Regions from separate parts of the Mus musculus genome. Here regions 2 and 3 are each linked to region 1. A link is a contact called in public Hi-C data. All regions are on one chromosome and are shown on one strand. The core of a region is the stretch at or near the end of the contact, and the rest is flanking DNA. Distances in the headings are between cores, read along the strand shown. Region 1 has its middle 150 kb from the start of Gm46516. Region 2 has its middle 88 kb from the start of Gm41326. Region 3 overlaps Gm41326 (a long non-coding RNA gene).

Region 1 (3,533 bases), core at 464-2,963:
TCAGGCAGAAAAGACCATATGCTATAAAATGGCATCCTATAAAATATTCAAATACATATGCACCAAACATAAATTAGTGGTAGTCAAGGGCATGGGAGAAGATTATGAAAAGCTAATTAGTAATGGTCTTACTTGGGACATAATGAGACTATCCAAACTTGGATTTTAGTGATGGCTACATAATTATTTAAATAAATTACAAACTTTGAATTATGCACTTAAAATAGGGAAATAGATATACAAATAATATTGTAATAGAACTCCTTACAAAGATCCTTTTAAATTTTTAATCCAAGACAAAAGGTTCAGCACTTAAAAGTTATGCATTCAAACAACATTAAATGATCCCAACCGGTTACATTTATATTCATTTGCCTTCATGTGTAATAATAATAGTTTAAAAAAAACATGAATTTCTTATGGACAAGAGGCAGGAGGACATAAGAAATATTTGGACAAGGAATGTAATTCCTTAATATTTATGATATAATTATGTTTTAATAAACTAAAAAAGAATATATCTATGTATACATATATACATTTATAGATATATATGTGCAACTTCCTGCTAGAAGGTATTAGCCATGGTGTTCCAGAGCTACCATATTCCTTTACATATTATACACATTCACCAAGCAAAATATAAAGCCTAAATGTCCTTTTGAAATTTCTAACCACCTCCTCAGAACCTTATCCTTCTCCTACCCAGAAGTCAAGTTAAAGCAAGCATGAAAATAAGCCTAAAGATGCCAAGGCTATAACTAGGTCTTGGGGTAGGAAGTGGAGTCTATGATGTCTGGTTTTCAACCTAAAGTTCAGTAGTTTTCCATGCTCGAGTACACTATCTTTCATGTTTTAATAGTTTATAGAACAGAACTTTGCTCACACAGTCTCCAACCTTGACTATTTCAACGATTTACTTAGTCTCAATATTGTTAAGTTATATTCAAATTTTCCTCTTCATTTGGAGATTAAAAAGTGGCCTTATTTTTCTACTCATTTTAGTTAGCATCCATAAATCACCTCCTTTATAACAATTACTAGCCCAGGTATTGAATCTAGCTAGTTCATTAATATGTTTTAAACATTACTAAACAGAAGCATTTCCTTCGCTCAAGACAATGCAAACGTGTCTATCAAGGTAAAACAGAGGTGTTAACTTAATTAAATAATTTAAGTTGTCAGCCATGCAAACAAAGCAAAGGATTTGGGGGTGAGATAACCCAGTGTGATATAGACAGCTACATATGACGATATCTCCCCAGCAATGCCATTCTTATTGTTCGAGCCCTATGTCTTGTGTACACAGTAGAGCATAAGTAATCCAGAGAGAATGGTGAAGGGAGCATATTTTCCAAATGGTACATGATTTTCCAAAAATATGCTGCAGCTAAAATCTCACTCGCATCAAGAGAGGAATAGAGAACACACTGAGCCACCGCTCCGTCCCTTGACTTCCTTTGTGCTCCAAGATTTACCTTGACCATTCCCTTCCTCATTCGGCTGGCTTCAATTACTGCTAGCTTTAGCTTCAGCAGACAACAAAGCATTGAAAACTCAGTTTTCCATTCTTCAAAGTGAGTTACTAGAAAAAGTTAAATGCAAGGCAACAAAGGGCATTTAATCATCAGGATCGCGCCCCTTGCTGTGGTGAAACCACACAGCTTGGCTCCCTTCCAAGGCTAGAATTAATGAATGAGCAAGATTCTCCTGGAAAGCCTGTAACTACTGCCTGCTTAGCCCAGTGAGCCTGCCCCTTTATTGCTTTTGGCATGTCTGCCTGTTACTAATGGATCGGCTCCCCTTGAGAATACACGCGCGTATTCTCACACACACACACACACACACACACACACACACACAGAGAGAGAGAGAGAGAGAGAGAGAGAGAGAGGGAGAGAGAGAGAGAGAGAAAGACAGACAGACACAAAGACAGAGAAACACAGAGACAGTGAGACAAAAACAGACAGAGGCAGACAGAGACAGACAACAGAGACAGAAACAGACAGAGACAGAGAAGAGGCAATACATTAAAAATCCATATTTGTTTCTTCCCTTCATTTTGTAAGAGACTTTCAGGGACTTCCTGTTGCTGAGATAAAAAAGAGTTGGGCATTAACAAGAATACAGCAATTTCTCCTGCTCTCTTTGTTGTCTCTGGAGTACTTGGAACTGTTTTTGTCTTGGACTATAGAGGCTCAGACACCCAATCTTTCCCAAATTTGGACCTCAGTAGTCCCTGTAAATGACCATCATGGACCCCTCTGCCTATTTCATCCATTTCAAAAAGGATGGTCATGTAAATACAGATTGGCTTTTATTTTAGAACTCCCATCTGGAGCACTCCACCTCTCTGGTTCCTATAATGTAAAACAGGTCTGACCCTGCACAGTGACTTGTCTTAGCTGCCATCCAATATCATGCCCTTCTTATGTAAATGTAATTGCAATTTCCTTGTGGAGAGCTCCCTCTTCCCTGTCTAAACATGATTTTACAACTTTAATCGAGTCACTCTGCCCACTGTCAGCCAAAGGACAAGCATAGGACATATCCAGGGAACACAAATGTGCTCCCCAAAATATTGATCTGTGGCAGAATTACGAAAAGTATTAGGCACAGTTAGGTTTCATTCTCTGAGGTAGAAAAGTATTAAGGCAAAGGTATTTCATCAGTTCCTAATGTAAGGAAATCACACTCTGTTCTCACAGCCTCCAACACACACACACACACACACACACACACATCTGTGCAGGCCAAGTCCTCCACTCCCCTTTATAGTCCACAAACAACTTTATTCCTTCCAATAAATTACCTCTTTGCATAAGTTAACCAGAGTCAGTTTCTGTTATATGAAACCAAACAGCTGCATAATAAGCTCAATTTTTCTTAGTTTAATAAAGCTAACTTAAGGATGTACTAACAATGTGGTCCCTGAAGATAGGCTAGGCTCCCACTCCACCAAGAGCACTTTAATAATAAATGCATCTATGTACCTTAGACAACTTTGCAGAGTTTTTTAGCTCCCTTTTCTCCTAGCTTCCTTTCTTCCTCCCTCCTTTCTACATACATACATACATACATACATACATACATACATACATACATACGTATATGTAGAGAGGAAGAAACAACGTATCACACAAAATAAATGCACAACAATGTCATCTCACTCTTGCTCATAACTGAAATGCAGACAACTAAAATGCAAAGATTAACTGAAGGACAATGTAAAATGACTTTCGTTTTCTGGCTCCACTCTGTAACATTTTCAAGTTAGGAAAACACAAAGGAGTATAACTAGATGTTTAACACGGATAAGTGAAGTATTGTGGATATCCGATTTCATTACCCTCAGAGATAATGAGAATGCCAGGTACGCCATCTTGGTCCCCAGTAAATCATCATGAAAGTAAATTAACAAAGCCCCTATAATTCTTATGGCAGCATCTGCCACATTCACTCCACACCATATTGACTGTCTCCCACAGGAGGGGAAATCATTAATGGATTTAAATAAGAAAGATTTCTTCATC
Region 2 (3,533 bases), core at 297-2,796, 420 kb before region 1:
GCTTAACCTGCAAAATGCACACAGCACTTCCCCCTTGCCATGTTTGTACAAAGAACAGACAGCCCAGAAGACCTATCACTAGGCTTACATACATAATGTATGGTCCACTGGAGAGTTTCTGGTGGGAAGATTATGATATTCTCAGTAAATACATGACATATCACAGAGGTCTGACCTCTGTGTACCTCTCTGATCTTGGCATCCCCTACCCCACCCAGTTCCTCTGCAACTTAAGTATAATCTCCCAGAATTTTCACTAGCAGCTATATATGTTTCTCATTTTGCCTTGTAAGTTCTCCAGTGTTATTAGCAGCTCATTGAGAAGCACCTACAGGTGTACCTAGGGTCTGAATGAATGCTCTTGCCAGCTCACAGGTTCTAGACAATGAGACAAAAGAGTCAGTGTGTAGAGAAAATCCTTCCTTTTCTCAGATCTCAATAGACCCTTCTTCATAGGTCTTGGGTAATGATGGGTCTGGGCATATGGAGATAGCACATAAAGCTCTCAGTGATTCAAGTTTCTGGGCTTTCATAGAAGGGTAATTGTTCTCTCATATCTGCCTCACGAAGGGCCTTAATTCTTCATGCCACTGTTTTTTTTTTTTTTTTAATTTCAGTTTATGTAACAATTTTAGCTATGTAAAGCAGAGAAATAAAAGTCATTAAAGCACTAGATTCTAAATAATCAACAGATATATATTAGTTATCTGCATGGCAGTTTGTGCATGTAACAATTGGGACCAGTGGTATTCTTTCAGGATTTCTCCATGGCCCTTAAGCTGCAGTCTAAGCAGCCTCTCTTCTGACGATGACGATGTCATTACATCATTCATGGGCTTGTTGTCGGTGGAATTCTCTTATGTGTGGCCCTTCTTTGATAACTCTTTATGGAAAGAGGGACTGAGATGCAATCATCTCTTTCTTCTTCTCTGGCAAAGGACAGACAAAAGAAAAATTGGCTAGATCGAGACACATGTAGGCAGAGGAAAGGAATTTGGAGGAGAAAGAATAGTCTGGGTAATTTGGGATTGATTAATATCATGGTGTTATTTTAAGCCTGGGAAGGGAGTGGGATGAGAAAGCTTCAGGCTGATCCTAGAGGACATACACATTTAGGAGGAAAATCCACAGAGGGATGGAAACAGAGTCACTGGAGATAAACCCACAAAGCCAGAGACACACGGGATTCTGCCAGAAAAGAGGAAAGTGGCAGCCTGCCCTCACAGTCTTTCCATAGTGATGCAACTACGTACCTTAGAACACAAATATTTGGCAAGAATGCTTATGATGCCACCTCAGGTTGCTACTCTGATTCAGTCCAGATTTGTGTTGTCATAGCAGCCACCTCAGAGAACCAGAGGCGAACAAGATTCAGAAAACATACTGAGAGTGGAATTTTGAATTCTTCTGTGTGGGCTGAAGTACATAGCTCAGTCTGAACAAGTATTACCATGTCCCACACTGGGATGTTATATGCAGTAATGAATAAATCCTTACGATAAAGCCCTCTGTAAATATGAAGTGCTATTGAGATGTAGAGTAATACACTGGACATCTTTGTTTTCCATCAGACACATCCCATGGGATATTTTCTTCCTTCCAGAACATGGACACTCCACAGAGAGTGCATCTGGCGACTCTGACTCTGCCAAGAGTTCAAAAGCAAATTGTTCTAAGGTGAATGGCTGAGAACTAGTGTGCAAAGGTAGTAAAAGACATGGATCTCTGCTGCCTGAAGGTTAAAAGATGCACCAAAATGTACAATGAGGTAGGTGTTTTCCCCTGGGAGAATGAAAGGAAGAAACATTTCTGACTACCCTTCCCCCAAGCCCCTTTGCTTACCCTCCCAAAAAAATTGCACTTGACTAATGTAACTTTGTTTTGATTTCCTGAGTGGTCTTGGGTTACCTAATATCTGGCTTGCTTCCATAGATGGTTCTTTCTTAGATCTACCAAGCAAAACTCATGCTTAAGCCATTTTCATTAGGAGCTGAGCAGTACATGATCAGAAATGGCCTCATGAAATGTCATGATTAGAAGAGATCAAAGGCCCAGCTTCATTGGTGTTGCCTGCTTCTCTCTACTTCGTCAACCCTCTGAACCTGACCAAGCCCCAGCTCTCCAGCATTTGCACAATCTGGGAAAGATAATTTCTCCAGAGAAGTCTTCTTGAAAGCACATGGCTTGCAGGTTTTTCACGTGGCCCACGTCACAGTCCCTGGGCTGAATGGTCTATCTGTTCTCTGAAGAGAACCTGTGCTTGGTCACTACAGCTGCTTTTACAATGGCTTGTAGTGCTGAATGGGATTTTAATTAACACTGTGGCTAAAAGCAGTTCTCTGAGCCAGCCTTTCCTCAGCATACTGAGTCATTTCAGATGCAATCCTGGCCAAATCCATTACCAAAGCTGTGCTCTGTAATTGTGCTGTAAGGACATTGTCCTTCATCATGGAAGACCTCCGTTTAAATTCTGGCTCCTTACCTCTCAGAGCCTTGCATTTTCAATATAAATTTGAGATATTGCTACCCACCTCCAAGAAATGTTATCAATACTAAATGAGACAACGTTTGGAATATATACAGAGTATTACCTGGCCACAAAGCTCCCAATAAGTGTTCACTCCATCTGTTTACCCTTTCAGTGCTTTCTTATTGTTCTAGAAAAGGTCTATGCAAAGCTCTGACACAGTAACTGTTTTCTGGAAACTGTTTCCAATTTCTCAGCCACAGCTGCCTCCAACTTTCCTTTTGGATTCAAACCCCAGTGAGGAGTGGAGGATGTTTCCTTGGATTAGCAGTTTGGAGCCAGGCAAACCTCAGTCCTTCCCACAAGCTCAGAGAAAAGGATGTCTGCTCCCAGTCTGAACAGCAAGAGACAGAGTGGAAAATCTAGCTTTCTGCACTATGGCACGAACTGAGACAGAGTAGAGTTGTGGTAAGGTTTTTCTCATTCTTTTTTCAAAGTACTTATTTTTATACTATTATTTTTGTGTACGTATGTTTGTTTGAGGGAATGCCACATGTGTACTCAAAAGCCAGAAATATCAACAGCTACTTTGGAAATGGAGTTATAAATAATTGTGATCCACTGACATGGATGCTGATATTCAAACTCGGGTCTTTCAGAAGAGCAGTAAAAGCTTTTACTCCCTAAAACATGTCAGCAGACTATATATATATGTATATATATATACACACACACACATATATATATATATTGATGAATAACTTCTATGTAAAAATGTTTTAACATTGGAAAATATGTGTATATATATGTGTATATATATGTGTATATATATATATATATATATATATCAAATAAACACAATCACCACACCCAATTTCAACCATTAAGTATAGTTTGGGTTATTTTCACAAATGAAGTGGAAGAGTGTTTTCTTAGTATTCTTGTGGAAATCTCATTTTACATTGAAAATTCTTCCTCCCATCTTTGCAGTGTCCATAGCTTTTCTATACTATAACAATAATAAAATAAAACTGTAGCAGATGATCTTTTTATATTGCCACCAATT
Region 3 (3,533 bases), core at 446-2,945, 340 kb before region 1:
AGGCTCCTCTCCATCTCCATCCCTGTAAGTCTTTCAGACAGGAACAATTATAGGTCAGCGTTGTGATTGTGGGATGGCCCCCTTTCCCTCATTTGATGACCTATCTTCCTGCTGGAGGTGGGCTCTATAAGTTCCCTCTTCCTACTGTAGGGCATTTTGTCTAAGGTCCCTCCTTTGAGTCCTGAGAATCTCTCACCTCCCAGGTCTCTAGTGCATTTTGGAGGGCTCCCCCAACTTCCTATCTCTTGAGGTTGCCTGTTTCCATTCTTTCTGCTGGCCCTCAGGGCTTCAGTCCTTTTCCCTCACCCAAAACAGATCAGTTTCCCCTCTTCCCTCCCATCACTCCCATCCCCAGTCCTCCCAGGACCCTTCCTCCCTACTTGTGATTGCTTTCTTCTCCCCACCCCCAAGTGGGACAGAGGCATCCTCACTTGGGCACTTCAGCTTGTTGAACTTTTTGAGTTCTGTGGACTGTATTTTGAGTATTCTGTACTTTTTTGGGGGGAGGGGGGGCAAGCATCTACTTATTGGTGAGTAAATACCATACATGTCCTTTTGGGTCTGAGTTACCTCACTTAGGATGATATTTTCTAGTTCCATTCATTTGCCTGCAAAATTCAGGATGCTCTTATTAGCTGAGTAGTATTTCATTGTGTAAATGAACCACATTTTCTGTATCTATTCCTCTGTTGTGGGGCATCTGGGTTGTATCCAGCTTCTGGCTATCATAAACACGGTCACTATGAACATAATGGAACATGTGCCCCTGTGGCATGGTGGGCCATCTTTTGGGTATATTCCCAAGAGTATATTCCCAAGAGTGGTATAGCTGGGTCTTCAGGTAGATCTATTTCCAGTTTTCTGAGAAACCTCTAGATTGATTTCCAGAGTGTTTGTACCAGTTTGCAGTCCCACCAGCAAAGAGGAGTGGTCCTCTTTCTCTACATCCTCTCCAACATGTGTTGTCACCCATGGTTTTGATCTCAGCCATTCTGACTGGTATAGGTTGAATCTCGGGGTCATTTTGATTTGCATTTCTGTGATCACTACGGACTTTGAACATTTCTGTAGGTGCTTCTCAGCCATTCGAGATTCCTCAGTTGTGAATTCTCAATTTAGTTCTATACTCCATTTTTTGAGGTACTAGTTAGTTCATTTTGTTGTTCCTCCTATGGAGCTGCAGATCTCTTCAGCTCCTTGGGTCCTTTCTCTAGCTCCTCCATTGGGAACCCTATGCTCAATCCAATGGATGGCTGTGAGCATCCATTTCTGTATCTGTCAGGTACCGGCAAAGCCTCTCAGGAGACAGCTATATCAGGCTCCCATGAGCAAGCTTTTGTTGGCATCCACAATAGTGTATGGGTTTAGTGGTTGTTTATGGGATGGCTCCTTAGGTGGGGCTGTCTCTGAATGGTCATTCCTTCAGTCTGTGCTCTGAATTTTGTTTTATTTTAATTTTCTTATTCCAACCAGTGATAAAATTGCCACACTAAAATTATATTCAAGCAGAAATAAATATATAATAATGCTCTAAAAGCCCACTGCAATAGAAGCAGGCTATGAAAAGTAAGGAATCTGATATATGCATGTTTAAGGGAAAAACCTTGTGGAACTGGGAAGGACTGGAACATTGAGAAGAGACAGCTCATTGTCCGACCACATCCTTCTCTTGCATGCAAATGGTGACTGCAGTTAATGGGGAACACCCATCTGTAGTCCCTGCCTTGCACAATGAGGCCTTTGTTTGTCTCTGCTGATAGAAACAGCAGTGGTTGTTTTGAGCATCTTGTCTCTCCTTTTGACTACACTCTTCATCTTATGTTTATATGACTACTGAATGCAGTGTAGGATCTCTTTCAAAATAACAACCATATCCAGAGACACTCTAATTATTCTTATTACCAATGTTCTTCAGATATTTGCCTAGCAAGAGAGAGGAAATGGAATGGTCAGAACACAGCTTAACTTTCCAAGTGTGGTTTTTATAAAATTGCCCTTTTGTGTGACGGGATGAGCTAGTCACTCATCCTATAAAAACGCCACATCTTAAACAGCTGTTTTTCTTTATGGAGCTCTGGAAGTAGGAGCATGGTGTTTACACTACAGCCAATTATAAGCAAAATCAGGCCCACACCCTGGAATTAGCAATTACTTAATGAAAATAATATTCTATAACTCACAATATGCTAATATCTGACAAACCTCCCATATTCTGAAGTATTCCTGTTAGCATAAAGGAATGTGTAGGGGTAACTATTTTTCCTCCAGCTTTGCCCAAGGGCAGCATGTATGAGACCATGTTCTTTCATGTGTTGCAACTTTCCTTCATAGTTTGTATTTAAAAAAACAAAACAAAAAAAAAATCATTTGGATGATTTTTCAAGGTATCCTACCTTGGTAAATTACACCATTCTGAGACATCAATGGGAGCATGAGCTTGAAAAGGGATTGAGCTGGGCCACATAGTTGCTGTATCTTGATCTGACTTAATATAAAGGAGTTAAAAGTCATGCATTAGGAAAATAAATAGCAAAGGTACTCATTAGGATAGTAAATAGCAAAGGTTTGTTTGTCTGAGTTCAGTCTCAGTCTATCACATAGATGTAAATTCCTGCTTGTTACGTGCTAGGCATTGTAATAATGGCTTTTCTTCATTATTGAATAGTCTTCATATTAGGATTAAATTTATGTACACATACCACCATTCCTTCACTCAACAATTATTTACTGAGTACTTGCTACATTCCAAATATGTCCTAAACAAGAGCTACTCAGCAGAAAATCTGTTAAGTCCCTTGTCTCCAGGAGTTTTGAGATACTTTTGGTAGAAACATCATAGGTAAGACCCACAGAGATTATTATTTTGTAAAACACTGAAAACGTAGATTTTTATTTTCACAATTATTTTAAGTTAAAAAGAGATTTTTTTCCCCATACAACAAATTCTGGTTATGGTTTGTGTGGATTTCACTGTTTGCAGAGTGGAGAGAATGAAAAGCAGAGAGAGTGGGGCAAGGGTCACTTTTTTTTGGCAGGGTATTCAGAAAGCACAGACGAGAATGACAATGTGAGGTGAATAAAATTCTCAGTGTTAACAAGCATTATCACTGTCATTTCTCTACCGGCCTTTCTTCCTCAGTAATGTATAATTCAATAATTAAGAAGACAGAAAAAATTATTAACTGGTGATTAGTCCAGGAATAATAAGCACTCAAGTTAGAAGCCATTCAATTCAAGGAAAAACAAGATGAAATTTATGTTAACCAAGGCCAGCCTGGTCTACAGAGTGAGTTCCAGGACAGCTAGGGCTACACAGAGAAACAAACAAATAAAAAAATTATTTTCTTTAAAGAAATTAGTATATGACAAAAGTTGTTGGAAGACAGTTAGGGTCCTCAGCTATTCATTGCACTAAAATGGTAAATATCAGGGAAACTTCTGGAAGCTACTGCCAAAACCTGTTATTCTTGTAACCTTTAAGGAAACGCATCTAGCTGTCCCCCAGAAGAGGACTTTTATTAATGTCTCTCCTC

What was found. A called contact is a pair of places that touch in the nucleus more often than the background predicts.
Region 2: a contact with region 1 is called in a Hi-C map of the N1E-115 cell line, with 3 times the contacts expected there. The contact joins two enhancer-like sites. A contact is called at or near these places in 2 of 484 Hi-C or Micro-C datasets (the N1E-115 cell line and uterus).
Region 3: a contact with region 1 is called in a Hi-C map of the N1E-115 cell line, with 2.6 times the contacts expected there. The contact joins two enhancer-like sites. A contact is called at or near these places in 2 of 484 Hi-C or Micro-C datasets (the N1E-115 cell line and nephron progenitors).

The regions. Positions count from the first base shown.
Region 1 is chr15:56,076,116-56,079,648 of GRCm38.p6, reverse strand. No RefSeq gene overlaps it. Among named protein-coding and RNA genes, the nearest start is that of Gm46516, 150 kb to the right of the region's middle. Within about 2 kb of position 1,713, at least 42 of the 459 cell types and tissues checked have an H3K27ac peak or open chromatin away from gene starts, as enhancers often do. A contact at or near this core is called in the N1E-115 cell line, where this site is marked.
Region 2 is chr15:56,496,709-56,500,241 of GRCm38.p6, reverse strand. No RefSeq gene overlaps it. Among named protein-coding and RNA genes, the nearest start is that of Gm41326, 88 kb to the right of the region's middle. Within about 2 kb of position 1,546, at least 30 of the 459 cell types and tissues checked have an H3K27ac peak or open chromatin away from gene starts, as enhancers often do. A contact at or near this core is called in the N1E-115 cell line, where this site is marked.
Region 3 is chr15:56,419,038-56,422,570 of GRCm38.p6, reverse strand. All of the region lies in intron 2 of Gm41326 (a long non-coding RNA gene), which reads right to left. Among named protein-coding and RNA genes, the nearest start is that of Gm41326, 11 kb to the right of the region's middle. Within about 2 kb of position 1,695, at least 18 of the 459 cell types and tissues checked have an H3K27ac peak or open chromatin away from gene starts, as enhancers often do. A contact at or near this core is called in the N1E-115 cell line, where this site is marked.